Linked DNA regions of Rattus norvegicus: region 2 is linked to region 1. A link is a contact called in public Hi-C data. All regions are on one chromosome and are shown on one strand. Each heading gives the region's core, a stretch centred on a gene start, on an enhancer-like site or on the middle of the called end of the contact. The rest is flanking DNA. Distances are from core to core; before and after follow the strand shown. Region 1 holds the start of Mad1l1 (mitotic arrest deficient 1 like 1). Region 2 holds the start of Psmg3 (proteasome assembly chaperone 3).

Region 1 (6,109 bases), core at 2,432-4,931:
GAGGGTGAAGTGTTGTTTTTAACAAAATCTTTTTTTTTTTTTCTTTTTTTCGGAGCTGGGGACTGAACCCAGGGCCTTGCGGTTGCTAGGCAAGCGCTCTACCACTGAGCCAAATCCCCAACCCTGTTTTTAACAAAATCTTAAACATTCCATTTTACCAGTAAAGACTTGGGAGCTAGATGCTGGGGTAAAGGTCTGCTGGCTCAGGGAGGCAGAGAAAGTACCCAGCTGACCTCCTTCTCAGCTGATGTTCCAGAAGAAAAGGCAGTTCTTCTCCACACCACCTCAAAGACCTCGAACCGAAATCTCCCTGCCTTCCACTTCCTATGTGTCTTTCTATTCATCCTCCTGAGTTCCCCTACTCTCTGTGATTTCTTTCCCTGTGTTTACTCCCTGTCAACTGATTGCTTGGTCCACCTCTTGACCCATGGATGACTTTATTTAAACCTGTCTACGATAATCAGAAAGCTCTTGGATTAAAGATGTGTGCTAGAGCTGAGCCATACCACAACTAGAAACAGGTTTTTTCCAGTAAATAACACAGTGTGATCAAATATCCTGCATCAGAGAAGATATTCCCAAGAAAAGAAGCCCAAGAAGTGAGAAGAGTCTGGATAGAAATGTCCACTCCCGGGGCTGGGGATTTAGCTCAGTGGTAGAGTGCTTACCTAGGAAGCGCAAGGCCCTGGGTTCAGTCCCCAGCTCCTAAAAAAAAGAACTACAAAAAAAAAAAAAAAGAAAGAAAAGAAATGTTCACTCCCACCCCAGCAGGGGAGAGGACAAGGCTGGGCCTGCATGAAAGGTGCCTAATAGCCAGAAGAGGCAACAACAGCTCACCCCGGGCTTTCTGAAAGAATAGCCAGGGGACAGAGAAGAGCTCTTTTCAGATCGGTGACTGGGATGGACCAGGGAAGGAGGAGATTTAGGTACTGATTCGGATCACACAGGGGCTGTACTGGCAGGAGTGTTGCACTCCCATGGGCATGGAGTCCAAGCAAAGGGAGAACAGGGCTCTTACAAGAGACCTGGGTAAGGACAACCAGCAGTATCCCACTGTCAGACTGAAGCCAGGAGCTAGAAAAATGAAAAACTGGAGAGAATGCAGACAACCTCTTATACCAAGATTCTCGAGTGGCAAGCAGTGACAGATGGCATCTAGTCAGGCAGAGAGAACTAAGCCCTGTAAGGCCAGAGGACATGGCTGCAACTTTGTGGCCCTGGCTGGATGCTCTTCTCCATTTGGGATAATGGAATCACTGTGGGATGTCTGTAACTTTAATGTCTGTGAGTTACCTGGTGTAGGGCTGGGGAAACAGCTTAGTGGTTAAAGATGCTTCCCATGAAGCCTATGGACCTGTGTTTGAGCCCCATGACCCACAAGGAGGAGGAAAGAGCTGATCCCACACTGTGACACCTGACACCCTGGAATTCAGACACGAGCACCTTTTTAAGAATGGGGTCTATAGAGTACCCTCACAACAAAAGCAGAAAGATCCAGGACTAGGCAACATTTTAGCCTTTAACTCACTCTCGGTGCTCCTCCAAACGACTGCCTGGTCCCCCTAGAACAGACACTAGGGCAGGTCTAGAATATTCTGATAAGTCTGAATAAGTAGACCCTTAATGCAATGAGAACAAAACAGACTTGCCAGCAACGGACAATATTGCCCTGGAAGTCACGATGGTGATGGGGGCAGAAGACCCTCTTCAGTCTTCTATCAAGCCAAGTAATCACATAACCTTTCTTTAGGGGGTCACCTGAGCTGTCCTAGTACTTCCAATTAGAGTCAGCCCATGGGATAGTGAGTGAACCAATGGATTGTGGTCCCTGTCCTTAGTGTGGAAGGAATCTGCATGTGCCTCTGTAGCTGTCTAAACTCCTTCACAATCTTCTCAGGACAGAATGGAGAGACTGCCATATATGTCATGCCAGGTGAGACTGAAGGACCAGGTAAGGTGTTGGCATTCCTTGCAGTGGGGGAGAGGGTCAGTGGCAAAGAAGCCCAAGCATTTCTCAATTGGAGAAAGGTCCTGAAGAAAAAAGGAATGTATATGAGGGCTGAGGCAAGATCACATGTTGCAGGCCAGCCTGGGTTACACAGAGACCTAAGAATACAGCTAGACCCAATCTCAAAAGGGCCGGGGGAGGGTTACTTTGCAGAAATTTCTTCTGAATTTTTCACTTAACAAGAACCTTAGTGTACACCCCAAATACACACACAACAAAGCAAGAGCTGGTCACCAGATGGAGAACAGACGCAGTGGGAAGAAGTAGACCTCTGTTCTCAAAGATCGAAGGAAAAGTCACACTTTCTGTCCTCCCTCTCCAGGACAAGAACTCAGCCACAGACACAAGAACCATTTCAGAAGCCACACAGGTAACTAAATCGTCACCTCAAACTGTACCCTCTCTACAGGAACCCTGAACTTCCAGGCAACAGACCTTCCAGAACACCAGCTGCCCTGGATGGCTTCTGACTTAACAGGTATGCACACACCTTCTTTCTGGTCTCAGCCAAGGCACAGCCTAAAAACCTGGCAATTGGTGACACAGGCTTGTCATCCCAGGTACTCAGAAGGCTGAGACAAATTCAAAGGCTGGTTGCAAGTTCAAGGCCAGCCTGGAACACTTGGGAAGTCCCGTCACAGAATAAAAATTAAGAGGAAAAAGTAAGAATCGGGCTGAGGAGGCAGCAGAGTCGGTAACTGCTTAGCATGCATGAAGCCCTAGGCTCAATCCTATGAACTGCGGGGGAAGAAGGGGGCCCAAAAAACAGCTCAATCTGCAATGCACTTTAGGGCTAGACAGACAAGCAAGGTTCCATCTCTAGGATCCATACAGAGGAAGAAGAGAACTAAGTTAACCTCCCTCCACCGGTAGCCTGGTATACACCGGCAAACACACACACAATTAATTAATTAATTAATTTGCTAATTAATTAATTAGCCCGTCCATTTATTTTTAAAAGAGCTGTGGACATAGTTCAGTGGTAGAGTGCATAAGGTCCTAGGTCAATCAACAGTACTGCCAAAATCAGGCAGACAGACAGACTGACAGACAGGCAGGCAGGCAGACAGACACACACACACAGCCAATCAATTAACTTTTAAAAGGGATGGGGACATAGTTTAGTGATGGAGTGCATAAGGTCCGAGGTTCAATCAACAGTACTGCCAAAAACAGGCACACACATACACACAGAGAGACAGAAAGAGACACAGAGAGAGACGAGAGACAGAGAGACAGAGAGACAGAGACAGAGAGGGCTTGACATACGACTCAGCGCTTACGAGGGCTTGCCACCAAGACTGTCAATCTGAGTTCGATCCCTGGGATCTACAAGGTAACTGACTCCAACCCCGGGAGCCCTTCAGCCCACAGCAGACCACTCGGTCCCCTCCGCCCCGGTTCCGGTCCAGGCACGCCTACCCGCGCCCTGCAACGGGACACGGGGGTCCACAGCGGCCCCGGGAGCACGACACGGAAGACCCCGCAAAGGGAAGTCGCGCGACAGGATCGACTCGGACTGTGTGCATGCCGGAAGGCAGCGGACAGCTCCTTCCCATGGCGTCGGTACGGTCGGGCAGCGCGCGCAGCGCCTGGGGAACTCGCAGACCCGACCACTCGGCCACTTACCCGAGTTGAGGAGCCGAGTGCTGCAGCAGCGGCTCAGATCTCCCTCCTCTCCGCCGGTGCCTATGTATCGCGAGACTTCCGCGAGGGTCTCGCGAGATCTGAGAAAACGGCCCGTAAAGAATCAAATATGCGCGCCACAGGCGTGTCCTGAGAACAACTGCTGTCCTGCCAAGGGGCTGGAAACCACACTGAGCCAGGGTGCCTGTCCCTCAGGGCGCTCTTCGAACGCCACCCAGTGCGCCGTAATGTGTGGAGTAGCACTGCTTGGGAGGGAACGTTTGTTTTGCTTTTGTGTCAGTGTTTCTCTGTGTAGCCTCTAACTCACAAAGATCTTCCTAGTGCTGGATGGAATTAAAAGGCTTGCACCACAACTGCTGGGCATGGAAAGTAAACATAGCTTTGGAAAGTTGATTTTTCTCTGAATCTTGCCACTGTGTATGTATACACAGGTTGTTTTGTTTGGGGCGGTGTTTTGATTGGTTAGCTTGTTTCATTTTCTTTCCTTTGTAAATGAGAATTCCTGGGAAGAAATTGTGACTGTAAAGGCGGATTGGCTGGTTGCCTTCGGTAACGTTGCCGGTCCAGAGCCTGTTGTAATTTGTCTTGGGCTCTATCTTTAACCCCCGTCATACCCATTGCTTACCCGCCTCTGTGTCAGCTCTAACGTGTTGTGACTTATGGATAAAAACCTCTTGGAATACATTAAAACCCAGTTTCTACCAACCAAAAGCCCACGAACTGCATGAGAAGCATATAGCTGCTATTTCTCTGCTTTGCTATAACTGCCTACTTAAATCTTCCACTAGTCTATTTGTTTTCATGTTTTATTATTTTATGGGTGTTTTGTGTGCATACATGATGCCCATAGAGACCAGATGAGGACAACAGATCCTCTGAAATGGGAGTTAGATGTCTATGCGCCAAGATGTATGCGCTGAGCATTGAATCTGGGGTCTCTCGAAGAGCAACCAATGATCTTAACCCGAGCCATTTCTCCGCCCCACCACCAAGAAAGATTTTGTTTGCTTTGGTTTTTGTTGTTGTTTGTTTCGTTTTGTTTTGATTTGTCTGGTTTGGGTTTTTAAAGGCAGGGTTTCTCTGTGTGCCTCAAGGCTGCCTCCACCTGCCTTTGCACCCCACCCCCAACTGCTGAGAATAAAGTAATGCGCCGCCTGTCCCCCACCAATGTATTTTTAAAGTGCCTTGATTCATGACTTTCTTTATTCTGTTACTATAAAAATTTCCTCACTGCTTCCAGACTGGAACATGGAATTTGGGGTAACTTAATTTTAAGTCTGTGTTTCTGGGACATTTGGCTCAAGAATAAACGACCTGTCCATCTCGGTGGTAGTGGCACATGTGTCTAATCCCAGCACTCTGGAGGCAGAGGCAGGAGTTTCTCTGTGAGTTCAAGGCCAGCCTGGACTACAAAGGAAGTTCCAGGACACCCAGAGCTACACAGAGAAACTCTACCTGGAAAAACCAAAAAGTAAAAACATTGGGCTGGAGAGATGGCTAAACCGTGAAGAGCATTGACTGCTCTCCCAGAGGTCCTGAGTTCAATTTCCCACAACTACATGGTGGCTCACAACTATGTGTAATCTGTCTGTAATGTGTCTGGTGTGTCTGAAGACAGCAACGGTTTCCTCATTATATATAAAATAATAAATCTTTCAAAAATAAATAAACACAAAAGATTCTTGCATCCGTTTTGAGATGAATGTTGTATTTTGGGGTCAAGCTGAGAAACAGAATCTTACCCTGTACCCCAGGTTGGCCTGGACCTCACAGCAACCCATCAGCCTTCTGAGTGTCCTGAAACAGCCCTGCTCCTCAACTGGCCCTTTGGTTATCAGACTATTGAAGCAAAGGGCCGAGGGCTGGAGAGATGGCTCCGCGGTTAAGAGCACTGACTGCTCTTCCAGAGGTCCCGAGTTCAATTCCCAGCAACCACACGGTGGCTCCCAGCCATCTGTAATGGGATCTGATGCCTTCTCCGGGTGTACATACAGATAGAGCACTGATATTACCTAAAGGTAATAAATAAATCTTTAGAAAAAGAGAAAGAGCCACAAGACACTAGATATCCTCCCAAGGAAAAGGCTAACACCTGGAAGAACTCTCCAGAAGAATGATTTCTTGTTTGTCAGCTGAGGGTGAGCAAAGATCAGTGCTGAGACACTGATGGGACTGAACACACAGCCTCCTCCTGCCTTTCTCTTCAATCTTCCAATCTTCTTCATCAACCTTAGACCCCTGACACTGGGACTTGGGGACACACTAGATCGAGCTTCGTGTCCCTCTTCCCACTGAGGCCACACTGGGCAAATTCCCTTTTTTTTTTTTTTTAAGATTTATTTATATGTAAATACACTGTACCTGTCTTCAGACTCACCCGAAGAAGGCATCAGATCCCATTACAGATGGTTGTGAGCCACCATGTGGTTGTTGGGAATTGAACTCAGGGCCTCT
Region 2 (6,148 bases), core at 452-2,951, 490 kb before region 1:
ACCAGGCTACTTCAATCTGCCAAGTGCCAAGATTAAAGATGTGCACACAGCCATATTAGTCTCCACTAATATATAATATTAGAATATCAGGCTTGCATGCCTTTAGCCCCGAGCCATCTCAATGTTTCCTACCTTTTAATAAAGGGTGTCATGTAGCCCAAGTTATGGAGCTGGAAATGAAACTGAACCCTGATTCTCCTGGTCCCACCTCCTGAGTGCTGGGACTACACCAGCCAGCATATCACCATAACCAGTGGTTTTTTCTTTTCTTCTTTTTTGGGGGTGGGGGAGGGTGGGGGGAAGCAGGGTCTATCCCTAGCTGGCCTCAAGCTCACTGTATACTCAGTCTGACCACAAACTTGCAGTTCTGCTGCGGCCTCCTTCCTGAGAGGATGACAAGGTATGTATAGCCACACCCAGGTCAGACACTGTATTTTTCTGATGCTTTCCTTAAGGGACCCAGACCAGCTTCTCATGCTTTCCCCTAAATCCCCTAAGCTAAGACAGCAGTGACTCAGAGTGCCAAGTGGACTGCACGGAGCAGACACAGCGAACTGCCCACGAGGCATCATTAAGATTTCTCCTTGGTGCCTCTGCCTACCATCTCTCTGGTTAACGCTAATCGAGACAGACTCCGAAGGGGCTGCTGCCAAGACTCAAGAAGCAGACATAAACACGCCATCAGACAGGGTCAAACTGAGGAGATGGCTGTGTCCTAAAAATCAATACCTCCCCGAGTGCTCAGTAAAATGCTGACGCGCTGCGAGAAGCATGGCTCGGGCTAGCCGGGACACCTCAGATCAGAAAGATCCTGAAAAATGCTCACTGTGCATACCATACCTTGGGTGTGTGTGGAAGTGTGCCTACCAGACACCCCATATCCCTATGGGTGTCAAATGGGACAAATGACACCAGAAAAAAAGATTCAACTCCATTACCTCGTCCTGCCCGAGAAGGACTTTTGTGGTGAGCACTGGTTTGCTGATGTCATTGGCTACATTGCTGGGCTCCAAGGAGACTAACGTACCCATCTTCCCGAATTGGGTCACCACAACCAGGATGTGGCTGCTGAAGGCCGTGCAGACCACCTGGGTGGGCACACCGCATACCACCTCTGTCTTCTGTTTAGATACTACCAGTGGTTTGTCTTCCATGGCTCCGTTCTTCAATGGAGGCTTTAGTTTTAAAAGAAAAGAAAAAGAGGGATGAAGCGATCAGAGTCTGATATAACCTGGAGCTCCAAAGCAGAAACGTTGAACAACCCATTTCAAGCTGCAAATGGTGGCACATGTCTGTCATCCCAGCACAAGGGAGGCTGAGGCTGGAGAATCCCGACTTCGAGGCCAGCCTGAACTACACCGGAGAGACCCTATTATCAATACCACGCCCCAACTCAAAAGCAAGTGTGCGCATGCTCATGAGGCTTTTGTTAGGATTCTTTGTTCCGCCGCGCTGCTTGCAATTATGGCCATTCCCATGACTAGCGGTCTTCCACTTCTAGATACGAGGGATGAGGGAAACCGCCGAGCTCACCGGGGAACCCCGGCCGCACTGGACTGGGGAATGGCTGGATCACTACTGACAGCAATTGGGACCAAAACCCTCAGCAACCAGCGCTCACCACACTAGCAGTGCCAGAAAGATGTCTCAGTGAGCAACTCAGCTAGCTCTGGCTTGGCAGAAGCGCTGGCGAGAACTTCCGGTTCCGGTCCGTTGAGCCTAAGGTCCCTGGATCCTCGCAGTCCCAGAGCCTTCCGTTCCGCGCTGCAAAGGAGAAGTCCAAGCTTCGTGTTAAAGGGACAATGTGCCTGTCGAGCTTCAGGACCTCGTGGGCGGTGCTTGAACCCCAATGTAGGGGACTTTGTGTCCTAGCTGTGGACTGGGATGGCAATAAGAATTAATATTTATTTTCACTTGGTGTGTACCTGGCTTTGGCTAAGGAACACTTTATAGTAACTTATTTTGTCTGTCTGTCCATTTTGCCTTTTTTAGTCATGGTATCTCTGCGTAGCCCTGGCTGTCCTGGAACTCACAATGTCAACCAGGATGGCCTCTAACTCAGAGGGAGGCCTGCCCCTCCCGAGTTCTGGGTTCTCCTCCTCCTCCTCCTCCTCCTCCTCCTCCTCCTCCTCCTCCTCCTCCTCCTCCTCCTCCTCCTCCTCCTCCTCCTCCTCCTCGTCCCCCTCCTCCTCCCTTCCTCTCCTCTTATTTATTTTGAGTCGCAAGTATCCTAGGTTGATTGAGAAAAATCTTGAACTTTTTTTTTTTTTTGGTTCTTTTTTTTCGGAGCTGGGGACCGAACCCAGGGTCTTGCGCTTCCTAGGCAAGCGCTCTACCACTGAGCTAAATCCCCAACCCCAATCTTGAACTTCTGATTCTCCTCCTTCCACCTTCTGAGTACAGAGATGACTGGAATGCACCACACGCATGGTTACTCGGTATGAGGATAACATCCGGGAATTTATGTAAGCTAAGCAAGCATTCACCAACCCTCATTTTTCTAAAAAGAGATTTATTTTATGTCTGTGAGTGCACTGTAGCTGTCTTCAGACACACCAGAAGAGGGCATCAGATCCCATTATAGATGGTTGTGAGCCACCATGTGGTTGCTGGGAACCGAACTCAGGATCTCTGGAAGAGGATTCAGTGCTCTTAACTACTGAGCCATCTCTCCAGCCCTCCAGCCCTCATTTAATCTTTTTTCTCCTTCCCTCTTTCCTTCATTTTCTTTCTTTCTTTTGGGTATTGAGGAACAAGTCTCATTTATATTAATTATTGCTCATCTTGCAGGATACTTAAAAGAATTAGACAGTATTTGTTTGTTTTCTTATTTATTTACATGAGTATTTTTGCCTTCCTGTAATGCCGCGTGCATGCAGTACCCACAGCGGCCAGGAGAGGGCGCTGGACTCCCTAGAATTGGAGTTATAGACAGTTATGGGCTGTCATGTAGGCGATGGGAAGCAAGAGCAACAAATGCTCTTTTTTTTTTTTTTCTTTTTTATTTTTTTCCGGAGCTGGGGGCCGAATCCAGGGCCTTGCGCTTGCTAGGCAAGCGCTCTACCACTGAGCTAAATCCCCAACCCCAACAAATGCTCTTAATGGTGAGCTGTTAAATTAAAACAATTATTTCTTAGAAGTAGAGATTGTAAATGGAACATATCCCCCACCCCCATTCCCTCCCACTGCCCCACTGCCCTTTCCCCCTCCCTTTCTGTTAGGTCTCTTTGTTTTCCTAAACACACACACACACACACACACACACACACACACACACACACACACACACCGTTTTAGGAACCACCAGTTAGAGAAAATATACAGTATCTGTCGTTCTGAGACTGGCCTAATTTGGTTGACATGATTCTGTTCAGATTCATCTGTTTTCAAGAATAATATAACCTCATTCTTTTGTGTGTGTACATATGCGTGGAGGTCAGAGGTCAGTTTCCTCAGGATCTGTCCACACATCTTCTTTCTGGCTTTTGTTCTTTTCTTTCCTTCTCTCACTCCCTCTTTTTTCTCTTCTGGAGGCAGATTCTCACTGTGCAGCCTTGGCTGGCCTGGTCTCATTCATTTGTCTGTGCTTGGGTTAAAGGTGTGTGCTGTCACCATGTCCCCTACACCTTGTTTCTTGAGCCAGGCCTGGCCTAGAGTTTACTAGTTCAGTTAGCCTGGCTGTCAGCAAGACTAGGGAACAGGTCTAGGATTGCTGGGATTGCAGGCTGTACCAGATTCCCAGGCTTTAAAATATGGCTTTGAGGATTTTATTTTATTTCTTATTTCTTAATTTTTATTTTTTTGTGTGTGTTTGTTTTGTGTGTGTGTGTGTGTGTGTGTGTGTGTGTGTGTGTGCGTTTGCAAGGCAAAAACTTTACTGACTAGCCATCTCCCCAGCCCCATCTCATTCTTCTTTATGGCTGAATCCCCCACTCCATATTTTCCTTACCCATTCCTTTGTAGTATGCCTAGATCATTTTTTTATTATTTTTTAAAGATTTATTTATTTATCATTTATGTGAATACACTGTCACTGTCTGCAGACACACCAGAAGAGGGCATCGGGTCTCATTACAGATGGTTGTGAGCCACCAAGTGGTTGCTGGGAATTGAACTCGCAACCTCTGGAAGAACAGTCAGTGCTCTTAACCGCTGAGCCATCTCCCCAGCCCCCCTAGATCATTTATTTAACCATCAGAGCTCCCTAAGACAGAAACACTGTGAGCACCCTTTGAAAATAAAGTGCTTTGACCTTACCCTCACCTTCCTGGACGTCCATTCAACTTGATGCCTGGCCCGGTTCCCTGACCCTTGCTGAGACCCAGAGGATGCTGGAACCTGGGCCACTGACCCTTACCAGGTTCCAGCTAATGCCTGGAGCCCCTGACCCTCACTAAAGTTCAGGGGAAGGTAGGAGGAATCTCTGTCCTGCAGAATGAGTTTGGCAAAAGCCTCACCAGGAGAGAAGTTTCACCGACTGGGAAAGTCATGGTCAGATACTGGGAGAAAGTGCAGCCTCGAGCCCCTTCCCAGAGGTTGGTAGTCTGGAAAACTCCACCCCAGAAGCCCTTCGGTGCCTGCTGCTGACGGGTCTGAAAAGAGCCGCACTTCTGCTTACACACTAAAGTCCTTAGACAGCTCAGGCATTTTCCTCCATAAATTTACCCTCTCTTTCCTTGAGTTAATGACTCCTTATCCAAGCTCCATCGAGTCGTACGAAGCTTGCATCTTCCAAAATGACTTCTTGGGGGTGTAAAAGAAAAGGCACGCTTACAAAGCATGGCGGGAGTAGACGGAGATCGAGAGGAAACGAGTTTCCGAGCGTTCTCGCAGTTGGCACGTGAAGGGGGAAGATTAGAGTTTCGTGCCACTAATACTCAAGAAGCAAGGAGCGTATAGATTTCTCAGCAAAGTCTTTTTGTCGGTTCTAAATTTAAACACCCGTCCGCCCACACACCGCAAAAGCAAATTGCTGTCGTGTTGCTTTGCCTGGAGAAATGTTGAAAAGCTTTTGATCCACCTTGTTATGCTTTCTCTCTCTCTGAGGCTGAGGTCCAAGAACACTGCCTTCCCAGCACACGGAAGCTCTGGACACATACTTATCACCTTTGCAGAGGGGAGGTCGGAGAACAAGGTGGACAGCGTTCTGGTCATGTCGTCAAACAACTCTGAGGGGTCAACTTTGGGCTGGTTTGGGTCTGAAGGAAAACAGAAGATTTTTGGTTTTGTTTGTTTTTTAAAAGGGTGTGTCCACCTGAGCTGCTGTTGCTTTAGGAAAGGGACTTCTCCATGGCTTAAATGGATGAGTGGTTGGGGCTCACACACTCAGGGCTCAGTGAGAAAAGCACTTTCTCTGCAATCTTGAGGACCTGAGTTCAAATCCCCAGAGCCCATGTAAAAGCCTGGTGAGGTAATATATGTTTGTAATCCTGGTGCTTTTCGGGAAGATGGGAGATGCAGACAGGAAAATCCCTAAAAGCCTGAGGGGTGTATTCAGCTCTAAACAAGATGGACACTGAGAGTCAAAACTCGAGGTTTTCCTCTGACTTCGGTGTGTGCTGCAGTATAAGAACTTCCCCAGGTGGGGCTGGGGATTTAGCTCAGTGGTAGAGCGCTTGCCTAGGAAGCGCAAGGCCCTGGGTTCGGTCCCCAGCTCCGAAAAAAAGAACCAAAAAAAAAAAAAAAAAAAAAAAGAACTTCCCCAGGCACACATCACACACAAAGATAAGTTAAAAAACACGAGTCTCGTTAATTTTTGGCTGTTCTCTAGCGTGTGTTGGAGGGATTGTTGCACTGGCAAGAAAGACAATCCCCCCTTTTAAAATTTTATTTATTTTTATTTCAAGACAGGATTGTACTATGTAGCCCTGGCTGTCTTGGTGACTCCCTCTGTAGACCAGGCTAGCCTTGAGCTCACAGAGCTCTCTGACTGTTTCACAGAGGTTTCCAAAGTGCTGGGATTAAAGGTATGTGTCACAAGGCCAGGCTGGAAAGAAACTTTAGTAATCACATTTAAAACGGCTGTTTCTGGGGCTGGAAAGATAGACAGTTTGGCGATCGCAAGCACTTGCCGCTCTTGTCGTTTCGAGTTTGGGTTGGGTCCCCACACCCACATACGGTGGCTCGAAACCACCTGTAACTCCAGCTC

The links. A called contact is a pair of places that touch in the nucleus more often than the background predicts.
Region 2: a Hi-C map of psoas muscle shows a contact between it and region 1, with 4 times the contacts expected there. The contact joins the promoter of Psmg3 here to the promoter of Mad1l1 in region 1. A contact is called at or near these places in 3 of 12 Hi-C or Micro-C datasets (hepatocytes, prefrontal cortex and psoas muscle).

What each region holds. Positions count from the first base shown.
Region 1 is chr12:19,432,354-19,438,462 of GRCr8, reverse strand. Mad1l1 (mitotic arrest deficient 1 like 1) reads right to left here and starts at 3,681. Exons shown (of 18, transcript NM_001109387.1): 1 at 3,638-3,681.
Region 2 is chr12:19,918,841-19,924,988 of GRCr8, reverse strand. It overlaps Psmg3 (proteasome assembly chaperone 3), which reads right to left and starts at 1,701. Exons shown (of 3, transcript NM_001399013.1): 1 at 1,622-1,701; 2 at 939-1,175. The coding sequence starts at 1,154.